2 separate regions of the Rattus norvegicus genome follow, and region 2 is linked to region 1. The links are chromatin contacts, called in public Hi-C maps. All regions are on one chromosome and are shown on one strand. The core of a region is the stretch at or near the end of the contact, and the rest is flanking DNA. Distances in the headings are between cores, read along the strand shown.

Evidence for each region. A called contact is a pair of places that touch in the nucleus more often than the background predicts.
Region 2: a Hi-C map of liver shows a contact between it and region 1, with 3 times the contacts expected there. The contact joins the promoter of Hs6st1 here to the enhancer-like site in region 1. A contact is called at or near these places in 2 of 12 Hi-C or Micro-C datasets (the A7r5 cell line and liver).

Annotation. Positions count from the first base shown.
Region 1 is chr9:45,720,995-45,727,387 of GRCr8, reverse strand. No RefSeq gene overlaps it. Among named protein-coding and RNA genes, the nearest start is that of Hs6st1, 55 kb to the left of the region's middle. Within about 2 kb of position 4,272, at least 9 of the 93 cell types and tissues checked have an H3K27ac peak or open chromatin away from gene starts, as enhancers often do. A contact at or near this core is called in liver, where this site is marked.
Region 2 is chr9:45,775,903-45,782,211 of GRCr8, reverse strand. Hs6st1 (heparan sulfate 6-O-sulfotransferase 1) reads right to left here and starts at 2,810. Exons shown (of 2, transcript NM_001108210.1): 1 at 2,468-2,810. The coding sequence starts at 2,748.

The DNA of each region.
Region 1 (6,393 bases), core at 3,023-5,522:
AATTCATGCACATGGGCTGTCTCCCCCTTAGTCAGGGTTTGAGAGGTCAACATTGCACAAGAGGAAGACAAGGTTTTTATAGCTCAGGGGTAGAGAGTTTCCAAATGGGAGATTTGGAGGGCAAAATAGCGGGGTAACAGGATCAGAACATAAACATAACATATGAGTCCAAAAAGAAAGACGTGGTTACAAGGTGGTCATAAGGTAGTCATGTCAACAGTCAGCCATACAACCTTTTAAAAGGAAGGTAGGTGTCTTAGGGTTTCATTGCTATGAGGAGACCTTGACCATAACAACTCTTTTAATGAAAAACATTTACTTAGGGTCACAATTACACCTCCTAATAGTGCCACTCCCCATGGGCCTATGGGGACTTTTTGTTTTTCAAATCACCACATTCCACTCCCTGGCTCCCTGAGGTTGGTAGCCATACCATAATGCAAAATGTATTTAGTTCAACTTCAAAAGTCCCCATAGTCTATAACAGTCTTCAACGTGTTTAAAGTCCAATGTTCAAAGTCTCTTTTGAGACTCGTGCAGCCTCCTAATCCCCTGTAAAATAAAAAATAAAAATGAGATCATGTACTTCCCACATATGCTGGCACGGGATGTACACTACCATTCCAAAAGGGAGCACAGGGAAGAAATACTGGACCAAAGAAAGACCAAAACCAGATGGACAAACTCCAAACTCTCTCCATGTCAGATGTCAAGATGCCTTTCAGATCTCCAACTCCTTTCGGCTTTGTTGGCTGCAAACACCTCTCTCTCTCTCTCTCTCTCTCTCTCTCTCTCTCTCTCTCTCTCTCTCTCTCAGGCTGATTCCACTCCCAGTTAGCAGCTTTCCTCGGCAGGTACCACATGACTCTGCTGTTTCTACATTGTGAGGTCTCTGAGGGAACCCAGGCTACAGCTTCACAAGTTCACACAATGACCTCTCTGGGCCTTCACACTGGGACACCCTATTGCAAGGTTGGGGAGCCCTGGAGCCCTCAGAACAAGAGTGGGGTTGAGGCATGTCCAAACCCAGAAGTCTTGTCCTGAGAATTGCTCTCCCCTGCCCTGGGCCCGACTGTCCTCATGCACATAGCTTTGGGCCCACACCTTTTTCCCACTGGAGGCCACATAGCCCAGTAGCCAGGTTAAACTTCCTCTCCCCTTATAAGGTCATGTCTGACTACACCTCGCCATTCCTCCTTAGGCAAACGAGGCTTCCCCAGTGCTCTGGGCTGTGACAGTGATTTACACTCACCTGAAAGCTTGCATCCATCCCCCTTAAAAACTTTAAGTAGCCTTTGTTCCCTCATTAAATGAGGGAACTTACTTATCTTACTGAAGCTGTCTTCTAAGATCTGTTCTCACTGGGCTCACTGCCACCCGAGGGTCTCTTTGCTCCCCAGTAGTACTACCTTGCTTCCTCTCTCAGAATCCACTGGTTGGCAATTGTGGGGGCAATCACACTGCCATGTGGGGCTTAATCAGCATCCCGACCTCAGTGGCTTTCCTTAATTTTGGAGGGAAACTCTAAAGCCAGAACCATGTGGCTGAAGCTGCCAAGTTGTGTTGCTGACTAGGGCTGGAACATGACTCCTTGTTCAACGTTATCTTCACCAAGCTTTATGCCTCAGCTTGGCTGTCCTAGAACTTGCTCTGTAGACCAGGCTGGTCTTGAACTCAGAGATCTGCCTGCCTCTGTCTCCAGAGTGCTGGGATTAAAGCTATGCACCACCATGCCTGGAACTACTGTTCCAGGTTCCTTAAATTCCTTTTCACAAGGTGGGATTTAAACAAGTTGAAGATAGTTATAGACTACGGGGACTTGTGATGTTGGACTAAATGCATTGAAAGACCCCCGGAGCGGGGAGACCCTCACTCAAGTCTTGGGATGACGCGACCCCTGCCAAGAACTCACGTAAGACCGTCCTTGCTGTAATCACATGAGGTTTATTGACAAGAACCAGTGCACTGGGGTCGAGACTTATATCCCATGCAGGGTTAGAGGAGTTCGACCCCCAGTAGCTGAGAGAAAGGGTATTTAAAGGAAAAAACCACAACCTAAGGGGGTAGGGATGGTGTCATTGGAAAATGTCTGAGGATACCAGTGAAAAACCACAAGGAGGAGCTTCCTGTTTCTCAAGATTGTTTAACTTTATGGTCAGCCAGTTCCTGGGAGAAGCTTCCTGTTTCTCAAGATTGTTCTTTAAGATTTTAATCTAACTTTATGGTCAGCTAGTTCCTGGGAGAGAGTTGCCGAACCGGCTGGTGTAATTCTTCTGCTCTAAACTTTTGTCTGGGGTGGGCAACCTTAAAACTTCTACCTTTCAACATTTTGCATTCTAATATGGCTGATATAGTTTGTATAGTCATAGAACAAAATAAATAAAATATAAAAATAAATAAAACTTTTAAATATGTTGGAAGGGACACCAGTCGGTAAGTTACAGCAAAGTGGGGGGAAATCTACCTGATACATTGTAGGTATCAGATGTTACATTAACTTTGGGACTGATGAAAGCCAGGTCTCTTAAGTAACACACCCCAAAAGTTTCACACGAGAGTCACAAAGACGTGGCAAACACTCAGGAGGGTAATGAATAGCATTAAAGAAGCTAAAGATTGCCCAAGATAATTTGGTTCTGGAGTTACAACATTCCAACTTTTCCCAAGTTTCTAATTAGTTAGCTAGCCCTGTGGAACCTTTAAAATAGGTGTATATTTGGGGATAGAGGTGCTTCAGGTCCCAGATGTTACCCACAAGGTGATAAAACATATTGAAGGTGGTATGGAGGCCAGGAATGCAGTGGACAAGCAGCCACATGATAGGGAGGGAGACTTCAGAAAAAAAAAAGAAAAAAGTAAGGCCTGAGGGCTGGAGAGATGGTTCATTGATTAAGAGCACGAACTTCTCTTCCAGAGGTCTGGAGTTCAATTCCCAGCACCCACATGGTGGCTCACAACCATCTGTAATGGGATCTGAAGACAGCTACAGTGTACTCATATAAAATCAATCAATCAATCGATCAATCTTTTTTTTTTAAAGTGTAAACCCTGGATATTGGGAATATCCAAAGAGTTAAGGAATCATCGCTCAGGAAAGGGAGGAAGTAAAAGTAGTTAATACTTTTCTGAATAGTTCAGAAAGTCAGGAAAAGGGGGGTGGGGGTCTGGAGAGATGGCTCAGTGGTTAGGATCACTGACTGCTCTTCCAGAGGTCCTGAGTTCAATTCCCAGCAACCACATGGTGGCTCACAACCATCTGTAATGAGATCTGATGCCCTCTTCTGGTGTGTCTGAAGACAGCTACAGTGTACTCATATACATTAAATAAGGAAATACATCTAAGAAAGAAAGAAAGAAAGAAAGGAAGGAAGGAAGGAAGGAAGGAAGAAAAACAGGCAGATTTCTGAAGCTACTTGGCATTAAAGGACTGATCATTCCACCTTTCCGTTTAGCAGAATGGCTGAAGGTGTTCCTCGGTGGTCTGGGCTACATGATTGAACCAGCCCAGCTGGAGTGGTAGGTCTGCACCTAGGACAGAGGCTGTATTCTCTTGACCAAGAGTTTTTTCCTATAACATAAACTGCTGATCCATCTTTCTAGCACCAAGATTCCTAATTTTGTCAGTCATCAAAGACCACATACCTGGGACCTCCTGAGGGGAACTTAATTAATGTTTGTGAAGAACCAAGGCCTCCTTGTGAAAAGGTGCTGTGTATAGGAAATATTCTTTTAAACATCAATTGTCTGGCCCCTCTAGAGGCCCAGTAATTAAGCAACTGTTGTGGTTCCTGAGTGGCTAAGACTTTAACATTTAACTGTATTGTAATTAAGCCAGGCCTTCTGGAAGTTAGTGCCCCGCTTTGCAGCGAGGAAGAGAATTCCGCCAAGCATCTCTTTGCAAAAACTCGCTCAGGTTCCGGGAACCTTGCCAATTGCTTTTCCCATAATCTGAATGTGGTTACCATCTCCTTCTGTGCAATTTCTTTTGAGGTGAACGGAAATGTCTTCTGTTTCTTAGACTCCTCTGGTATGTAATTGGTCAACCATCCATATCCATCGGGGAGAGGTTTGACTGGAACACTCTCAGTGTATCCCTGGGGCCAGAAGCAGAGACGGGAGGATGTGTGTGGCAATGCCCATGGAAGGGAGTGGGTGGAGGGACGGTTGTGTGGGGAGAGGGACAAGGAGCTGCAAGGAAATCCCCACCCTCTCAGCTATCCTTCCCAGGTCCTCCTGGACTACATTTCCCAGCTTCCCTTGCAGTAGAGCAAGGGGCACTTGGCTGGGGCTTTGGCTAATAGGATGTGGACAGACCAGGGGTACATCTTCAGGCCTAGGTAAACATCTTTTTTGACTCTAGCATTGACTGGCTTCCACATTCCAGAAGACGCCCAAGAACCCTTTAAAGGACACTTCCCCCCCCCCTTCTGACCCTACCCCCACAAAACAAAACAAAACAAAACAAAACAAAACAAAACCAGTCAGTAAAGCAGGCAAAGGCGTTAAGAAACCAACTGTTCGTGGAATTCCAGAAAGCAGCTAACCCCATCCTAGGCCCTGGAGTCCGAAGGTCCCCAAAACAAGCATTCCGACTTCCCTCCTACTCAGAGCTTAGGGAAACAGTTGACCCGAAATGTGTTTTCTGGGCTCAGCAAATCCAAGCTCATCTTCCCCCTAACCTCCCAATCCAACCAAAACAAAAAAACCTTACAGATTCCCAGAGTGCACCTCGTTCTCCTGTACCCTCGCATAGGAACGGCGGCTTTTGGGGGGGTTCCAACCTCTCTTAATCATTAAAGTTTGTCTCGTGGTTTTGAGGTCGAACTGAGTCTATTTGATTTCCCTCCTCTGACCTGACTTCTTACACTCTTTAAGGTAGTGGCAGCACAAAATGTCACGGCGGGGTGGGGGTGGGGCTGAGATCCTGAAACCCCAGGAAAACCCCAAGGCAGATCTCTTCACTGGGTTTTGCATGAATACAAAGTCAGGTTATTATTATTGTCAATACTTTATAATTACCTCCCCCCATGTGTGTGTGTGTGTGTGTGTGTGTGTGTGTGTGTGTGTGTGTGTGTGTGCCAAAGACTGCAAGTGGAGGTCAGAGGATGTGTTTGTGGAGTGGGAGTCAGTTCTTTCCGTCTGCCTTTGTTGGACAGGTTTCTGGGATCCAGTGCAGGTCAGCTTTGCTCAGCCAGCCCTTTTACCCACTGAGCTATCCTACTGGCCATTTCTTCTGGTCTCTGGCTAGCTACTGCACCCACCAGGCCAGCTGGTTCACCAGGTCTGGAGAGGCTCCTGCCTGCCTGCCTTTTCACAGTATCCACAGGGATATCAGATACCACTGTGTCCAGCTCTCTATAGACTGGGGATTTGAGCCCAGTCTCCCCGTTCATGTGACTTTCTCCCAGTCCAGAAGTCAGCTTTCTTCTTCTTCTTCTTCTTCTTCTTCTTCTTCTTCTTCTTCTTCTTCTTCTTCTTCTTCTTCTTCTTCTTCTTCTTCTTCTTCTTTCTCCTCCTCCTCCTCTTCCTCCTCCTCCTCCTCCTCCTCCTCCTCTTCCTCCTCCTCCTCCTTCTTCTAAAACTACACATGCCAGTTCTTTCATTAGTGGGAGCTGATTTATCTGAAGGAGGAGAGAGACCATTTTCTCATCTGCAGAGTGACTAGAATGACAGGGTTTCCAAATTGCCTTGGTAGGCTGTGGAAAAGACGCGCAAGGGGCCAGCTAGTTAGCTCAGCAGATAAAAATGCTTGCTGCTCAAGGCTAATGACCTCACAACCCCCAGAATGCTGTGGAGGAGGGAGAGAACTAATTCTCCAGAGTTGCCCTTTGGCCTTCACATGTGTACTGTGGCTCAGACATGCCCCTCCACCCCAGCATAGGTACACACAATAATAATAAACATAAATTTTTTTCTTTTTTTCGGAGCTGGGGACCTAACTCAGGGCCTTGTGCTTGCAACATAAAAATTTTAACCAAGAAAAGGCCGACAAGAGTGGAGAAATAGTTTGAAATGAGATCAAACATCTTCCCAGAAATGACTGCTACCATCTTAGAAGTGATGCTCACACTGTCCCCCACCCCTCCAAGTGATGATTCACAAATTTTTCCAACATAGGTCTGTACCCCCACTATCCTAACCCATCCCCTGTATCTGACATACTGGGCAGCAGGACTGACAGCTTCCTGATACTCACACCTCCCAGGAACCTTCGTGCCCTTTGCAGACATCACTAATCAGGCACAGAGTACGTTTAGTCTGAACTGAGAGGCAGCCTCAGAATCTTTCTCAATACTGGTCAACGTTCTCAGCCACCCTCAGTGACCTAAAACCTAGGAGTGACATATTTTCCTTGCATTTAAGTTGGCTGCTTACAGCTCACCAGCACTCTTG
Region 2 (6,309 bases), core at 1,561-4,060, 56 kb before region 1:
GTAAGCACACAGGCTTATGCTAGCAGATGTGAGACATCTGGAGCAGACAGAGGCCACAGAAACCTCCAATGCTTTGCTCACACACCTGTTCCCCTGCTGAGGCAGGAAGTACCAAGCGATGTTGTAAGTTACAAACCTAGGAGGGAGTGACGGATCTGTCCAGCCTCATGAGTCACCCAGATGTGTGCTCAGTTCAGAGCAGCCACAGGCAGATGTGCCATGGGGAGGTTGGGAGCTAGGTAGAGTCATTTGTCCAAGCTCTACCATAACCCCGAGGGCAGAGAGAAGAGGAAAAGAAGGCCCACCCTAGTGTGCAAGGTGTCTGGAGAGGGAACGAGCCTTCAAGGGTGACAGTAAGTGCTACTTAACACCAACCATCAGTGCTACTTAACATGCTGCCAACTCTGACAGGGACAGGGTCCCTGGGCAGATGGGAGTTCAGCTTTTGCCAGGGATAGGGCTCAGTTGGGGAACTCAGGTGCAGCCAGGAGTCCAATACATAAAAGTCTCCTGAGTTAGTTTGAGGGGAAAAAAAGCTATATACCTTGTACCTAAAAAAGAAACAAATGGAGCACAGTGAAGAGAATAACAGAAGGAACCCAGTGTCACCTATTGGGTGGCACAATTAGAAACTTTGGAACCAAAGGCCCTAGAGGCCCCTCCCCCACCTAGCCCACAGTTGCTGAGTCAGCAACTTCCTGACCACCCCCCTTTTTTGGGGGGGGGGGAGGTCAGCATTCTTCATCCCTGCCCCCTCTGCAGGCAATTGAGGCCTGCGAACAGTATCTGGGGCCACCCACCTCCCTGTTCCTTCCATTCACAGCCACGAGGCCACTTGAGCCTCTGATAAACTCTAGCCAAGGGGCACTGGGGTCCTTCGCTCTGGAAACCCATAGAGCTGCAAGAAGGGAACCCTGGTTACAATCTGTGGCTGATGTTGTCCATGAGGGGTAGGGTCACCCCCAAAGCCTGGCCTCTCTACAGCTCTAAGAGCAGTACGCACAGTTTGCCTGCACCTTCTATAATTAGGATGCCCACAGTTTCAAGCCCCACATCCTGCAGACGGAGAGGACTTCCCTGAATCTGCTGGGGTGTGCCCAGTACTGGGCACTCGCAGTCTTGAGTGGTGGACCAGTGGACAGTTGCTATGGCTAGACCCAGACTCTAGCACGGCATGGCTGAACCGTTGGGATGGGTCCTGTAATTGAAGCATGTATGTGTGCAGAGCAGAGCTAATATGGACAGGAAGCAGTTTCAAGGGCCTGGAAAGGAGACTCTGGGTCTAGATTAGGGCCGCGGACAGAATACCTCCTTTGAGACTGAGAACTGCTAGGGGTGGGTGCAATGTGTATGTCTATCACCCAACTCTAGCGTCCTAGTGTCCTGACAGTTTGTGAAATAAACCCTCAGGACTGTAGGGCAAGCAGCTCCAGGCTGGTTGGACTCTGAAGGGTCCCAACCCCACCGAAGAGCCAGCACCTTCCTGCCCCAAAAGTACCAAAGAAAATAGCGACTTCAGTCAAGACTTGCCCACGCCCACTTCCTAGCTCATCTGTAAATTCAGTCCTACAGGAAACATGGGAGAGAAACAAAGGCAGACAAGAAGCCCTAATTCCTAGGGTGGGGTGGGGCGGGGCGGGGTAGGGGGGAGAAAATCCCCGGAGGACCAGAGGGCACCAACAGAAACAGGGCTACAATCTCAACTTTACAAAGTGCTTTCGGAGGGGCTGGCCCTCGCCCACATGCCCCAGACAAGGAACATGACGGGCCTTGCTGGAAGGTTCTTGGTTGCACAAGTAGCTTTGACTGTCTCAGCTATCCCTAATCTGACCGGTGGATAGATTTCTGCGGAAGGCAGTCCCCAACTGGAAGCTTTTGTTCCACTTCAGTAGTTGGGGAGGCCAGGTAGTGCTGCCTTCTCTCCGTCTTCAGCCCGGGTCACACGGGCCTTTGTTCTACCTGCACACACCGGCAGGCAGAGCCCACCCCTTTCCTGGCAGCTCCTCCCCAGACTGGCAAGCACTGGAGGGCCTGGGGATACCACAGGTGCAGAGGAAGAGGATCCTCATCTCCCTTGCTCCACTTTTAGTTCTAGACAGGTACGGGCTACAGACGCACAGAGACACACCTGTTTTTCTGCCTCTAGAGCCAAGCCTGGACCTTTAGTCCCCGAGGTTTCTCTCTCAGGCTAGCCGGCAGTGCACCGCAGATGGGGTGGACAGAGAGCGGCCGGCAGTGACCCAGGAGGAAGTCTGGGCACTGCGCAGACAGGCCAGTGATGAGGAGAGGTACAGAACAGAGGGTGAAAAGAGAGATCAGAGGTCAGGAGTGGCAGCTGCAGGGACAGATGAGACGGGGATCCTGGGATCCGGCAGATCGGAAGGGGCCCCAAGAGAGCAAAGAGGGCAGATCTGGTCCGGGGTTTAGGGCACCCCCCCCATCACACTCGCCCGCAGCGGACACTCACCTGGGCGAACGCAGACCTGCTGGGTCGCGGCGGTCTAGCACACCGGGAACACAGTTGGTGAGTTCGGTCCAGTCAGCGTGCAGCCCGCAGCTCCAGCCGGTGGAGAAGCGAGAGAAGAGCCAGGTCTCGCGGCGATTGGGCCGATAGCAGGTGCACTTCTTCTGGCCCGGGCGACAGTCGCAGGGCACCTCGAGGCGCACGTTCTGCACTAGGTGGCGGCCGAAGGTGGTGCCGCCGGTCTTCTGGATATGCAGGAAGACTATCACGTCGTCGCCCTTCATGTCGAAGCGCAGCGAGCGCTCCAGCTCGCGCACCGGGAAGTAGTACTTTTTCTCGTAATGTGGGTCCGGCGTGGGGAAGAGATCCAGGTCGTCGGGGGGCGCGCGGCCACCGGGCGCGCCCAGACTCAGCCCCGGGCCCGCGTACTGGTAGAGGATGAGCATGAAGCACGCCGAGCCCGCCACCACCAGCACGAACTTGCTGGCGCGCTCAACCATGGTCCTGCCGCCGGCGCGCCGCCGCCGCATGTGTCACCATCGCCAGCAGCCCGGGCGCCGGGCCTGGGAGGGCGGGGGGCGCAGCTGCTCCGCCACCGCCGCCGCCACCGCCACCGCCGCCCGCGCTCCGGCCCGGCCGGGCTACTCGGCGCCCAGGCTATGCGCAGCGTCCCGGGCCCCGGGCCTCGGCGGCGCCGTGGCTGCTTCCCGCCCCGATCCCCGGCTCGGCTAGCGTACGGCCCGGCCCCCGCCACAGCGCCCCGCAGCCGCGCGCGCCCGCACCCGCCCGCAAAGCTCAGCGCCGAGAACGCTCTGCACCGCCCCGTGCGCCGCCGCGTCTCCGCAGTCCGTCGCGGCTCCGCCCCGCCCCGCCCCCGGCCCGCCCTCGCGGCGCCTCTTGCTGTCGCCGCCCGCTCTGATCCTCCGCTCCGCCTCTGGAGAGCCCTGGGGGAGGGGAGGGGCTGGAGGAGGCCCAGGCACAGGCCAGTGTCCAGCGCCGGGTCGCGTGTCTCTCACACTGTCAACGCGGATCGTTACGCAAAGGGGATTGGTTCCAACTCGCAGGCCTGCGGGTGGCGTCTGGGTTGTCCCGAGCCCAGGAGTGGGTGACTCTTTTGGGCATTGGTCTTGGATTTGGGAGCCCGAGTTTTTTCACCTTCTCTGTCGTGGTAGTTTGTGTCACCCGCGCTCTCTTCCACGGGAATACGGAGGCTTTGACCTTCACACTGAAGGATCCAAAGTTCCAAGTTCGAGAGCGCTGGGAGTAGGGACCACATTTTGGGGCTGCGAATAAGGGTGGGGAAGGAAGAGAGACGTTGAGGGCATGGATCCAGCTCTTATGTAGATATCACCATTCCACTGGCAGCACTGGGACAATGACTCAAAGACCTCAGTAAAGATAAACCAGAATGTGTGCAGAGGCCCGAGGACCAGCTTTATGTTGTCCCTTTTCCCCAGTGTGCATTGTTTTGATCCTGGTCATGCTCCAAAAAAATAGTTGAAAAAATTAAACCGACATTAGAAAAAAAATTAGAATTCCGACCTTCGTGGTTTTGTTTTGTTTTTTTTTAAGGTTGGCAGCAGGACCTGCAGCCTTGATTGGTGCTCTGCCTGCAGTGGAGTGCCTGCTGGGCCCAAGCATGAAAGTTGGAGGCTATGGCATCTGGACGGCCCTGTCCGTGTTGTACTGGGCCCTTAGCTATACTTAGGACACGGGAGCAACTGGAGGTGGGGAGTGAAAAGATCTGTCCAGAACTCCATACCCTAGGGCAGCTGGGAGGGGCTCGGGTGCTTGGATTCAAGCCAGAGTGGCCTCTGGGAGGCACTCCTGCTGCAAGACAAGGCTGAGGTGCCCACATCAAGTACCCGGAGCCTGTCCTGCTAAGGGGTGGGTTAAAAAGTGGAGAGAGGGGGAGGGGATAGCACTAGGGCGCCAGAGCACCCCTCCCCCATCCAAGACTTAAAAACAAGAGCAAATGAGAAAACCCTCCCAAACTGGGAAAACAGTAGAGAATTCAGACCCACTCTAAATCCACCCAGTCAGGAACAGAAGAAACTGGGCCAATAGCTCAGCTGGTAAAGTGCTTGCCATGCATGAGTAGGGACCTGGGTTCGGTACTCCCAACCCAGGTTTAAGACCCTAGACATGCTTGCATGTGTTTGAAATCCCAGGACTGGGGAGGAAGAGACAGGCAGATCTCTCCAGTGTGTATGGTAGCAGGTCAGTGTAAGACACTGTCTCAAAAACTATGGTGGGCACCTCTCACAGGACAATCTCTCTCTCTCTCTCTCTCTCTCTCTCTCTCTCTCTCTCTCTCTCTCTCTCTCTCAACATGTTTTGCAGATAACTGAAGAAGTAACCACTATGGTCAGATGGGCACATGGCACTAAACACGCTACATAATATCCTAGAACCAGGGCAAAAGGTGTCCTTGGTGAGACCCAGGGCCTTTTGCCACAGCCCGGAGACACCCAAGGGCAGTCTGTTTGGTAATGGGTTTATTCTGGTTAGGTATGGTGTCACAGCAGTGTGTGTGTGGGGGGGGGGGTTGGGGGGGTGGCGGGGGTGGCAGGGGCGGGGGTGTGGGGTGGGGAGCTTCCTTTTAGTAGCTCACCAGGGCAGTATTCCTGCATGGGATTTGGTTGACAGCAGTCCAGACTTTCAGGGCATTGCAGTAGGCTAACCCATCTGATGTTTTTGCTCAGAGGCTAAAGATCTACCAAGAGGCCAATCCCAAACAGAGCTGCTCCAGTACCAGGCATAGCAGATAATGTTATTTCCACTAGCAAATCTTGCAAACACAAGCTAGGATAACCATTCTATGAAAGCAAAAAGTGCAGTCTAGGGGAGATCTCCAGAGCCAAATCCCCTTCTCACTCTGATTCCCTGGCTGTGTGGAGCCCCTTCCATACCTCTGACTACGCCCAGCCTCTGCCCCAGCCCAGAGGAAAAAGCAGAGGGTCACTACAAGACCCCACTATGCTCGACTGCCCCCAAAGGGAAACCAGAAGCCCGATGAGATCAGAAGAGTTTGGTATAGGTACCCAGTGGGTGGTTGTCCCTGTGACAAACTGCAGAGGTAGCCACAGCATGCTGGGTTAGCAATCGACAGCATCTCATAAGAGAAGCTGCTTCTTCAAACTTCTTCTTGCCAAAAAGGTTGAAGAGCCCCTCCCTAACCAGAAAGCCCTCTCTTTCCTAAACTCTTATACACGGAAGGTTTTATCCACTCTCCCTATTTATAATAAGCCTGGCAGGTGCAGCTTGATACTCTTGAGGCAATTGGTGAATGGGAACTACCGGAAGTCAAATTCCCCCAGTCTCAGGTCAAGGAGTGAGGCATTGCAGCCAGACTAGCCAGGCTTCACCAGGCTCTTCCTTCTGAAAAACTGGCAGAAATGTGACACCTAGGTTTTGCTGTGGATTGCCTGTGAGATCGATGAGGCCCAGCTGTCACCGGGACTCAGTGAGGGTTCTATTTGCTGTTTCTTTTCTCTCCCTGGTAGCCAAGGTTCCTCATAGCCCTAGGGGTGCACACGAAAAGGAGAAACCCCTCTAAATATTTGCTGGAGGGAGTACCCAAGCCTCGGTGTTTGCATCCACTTTGTCCCTACCTTTGTCCTCAGACTGCATACTTCAGAGCTCTGAGCTAATACGGAGGAAAATGAAAAGGACGCGGCTAGTGGTAGGATGTGAATGAAAACGGGTTACCATACTTCTGTTGGAAAAAAGATTAAGCCAGCTAACATAATTCCCTACCCATCATGTGTCTTTATAGTCTGAGAACCAAGAGATCAATTCCCCCCTCCTATTCCCCCCTCCTCCCTCTATCCCGGGGCGTGCAG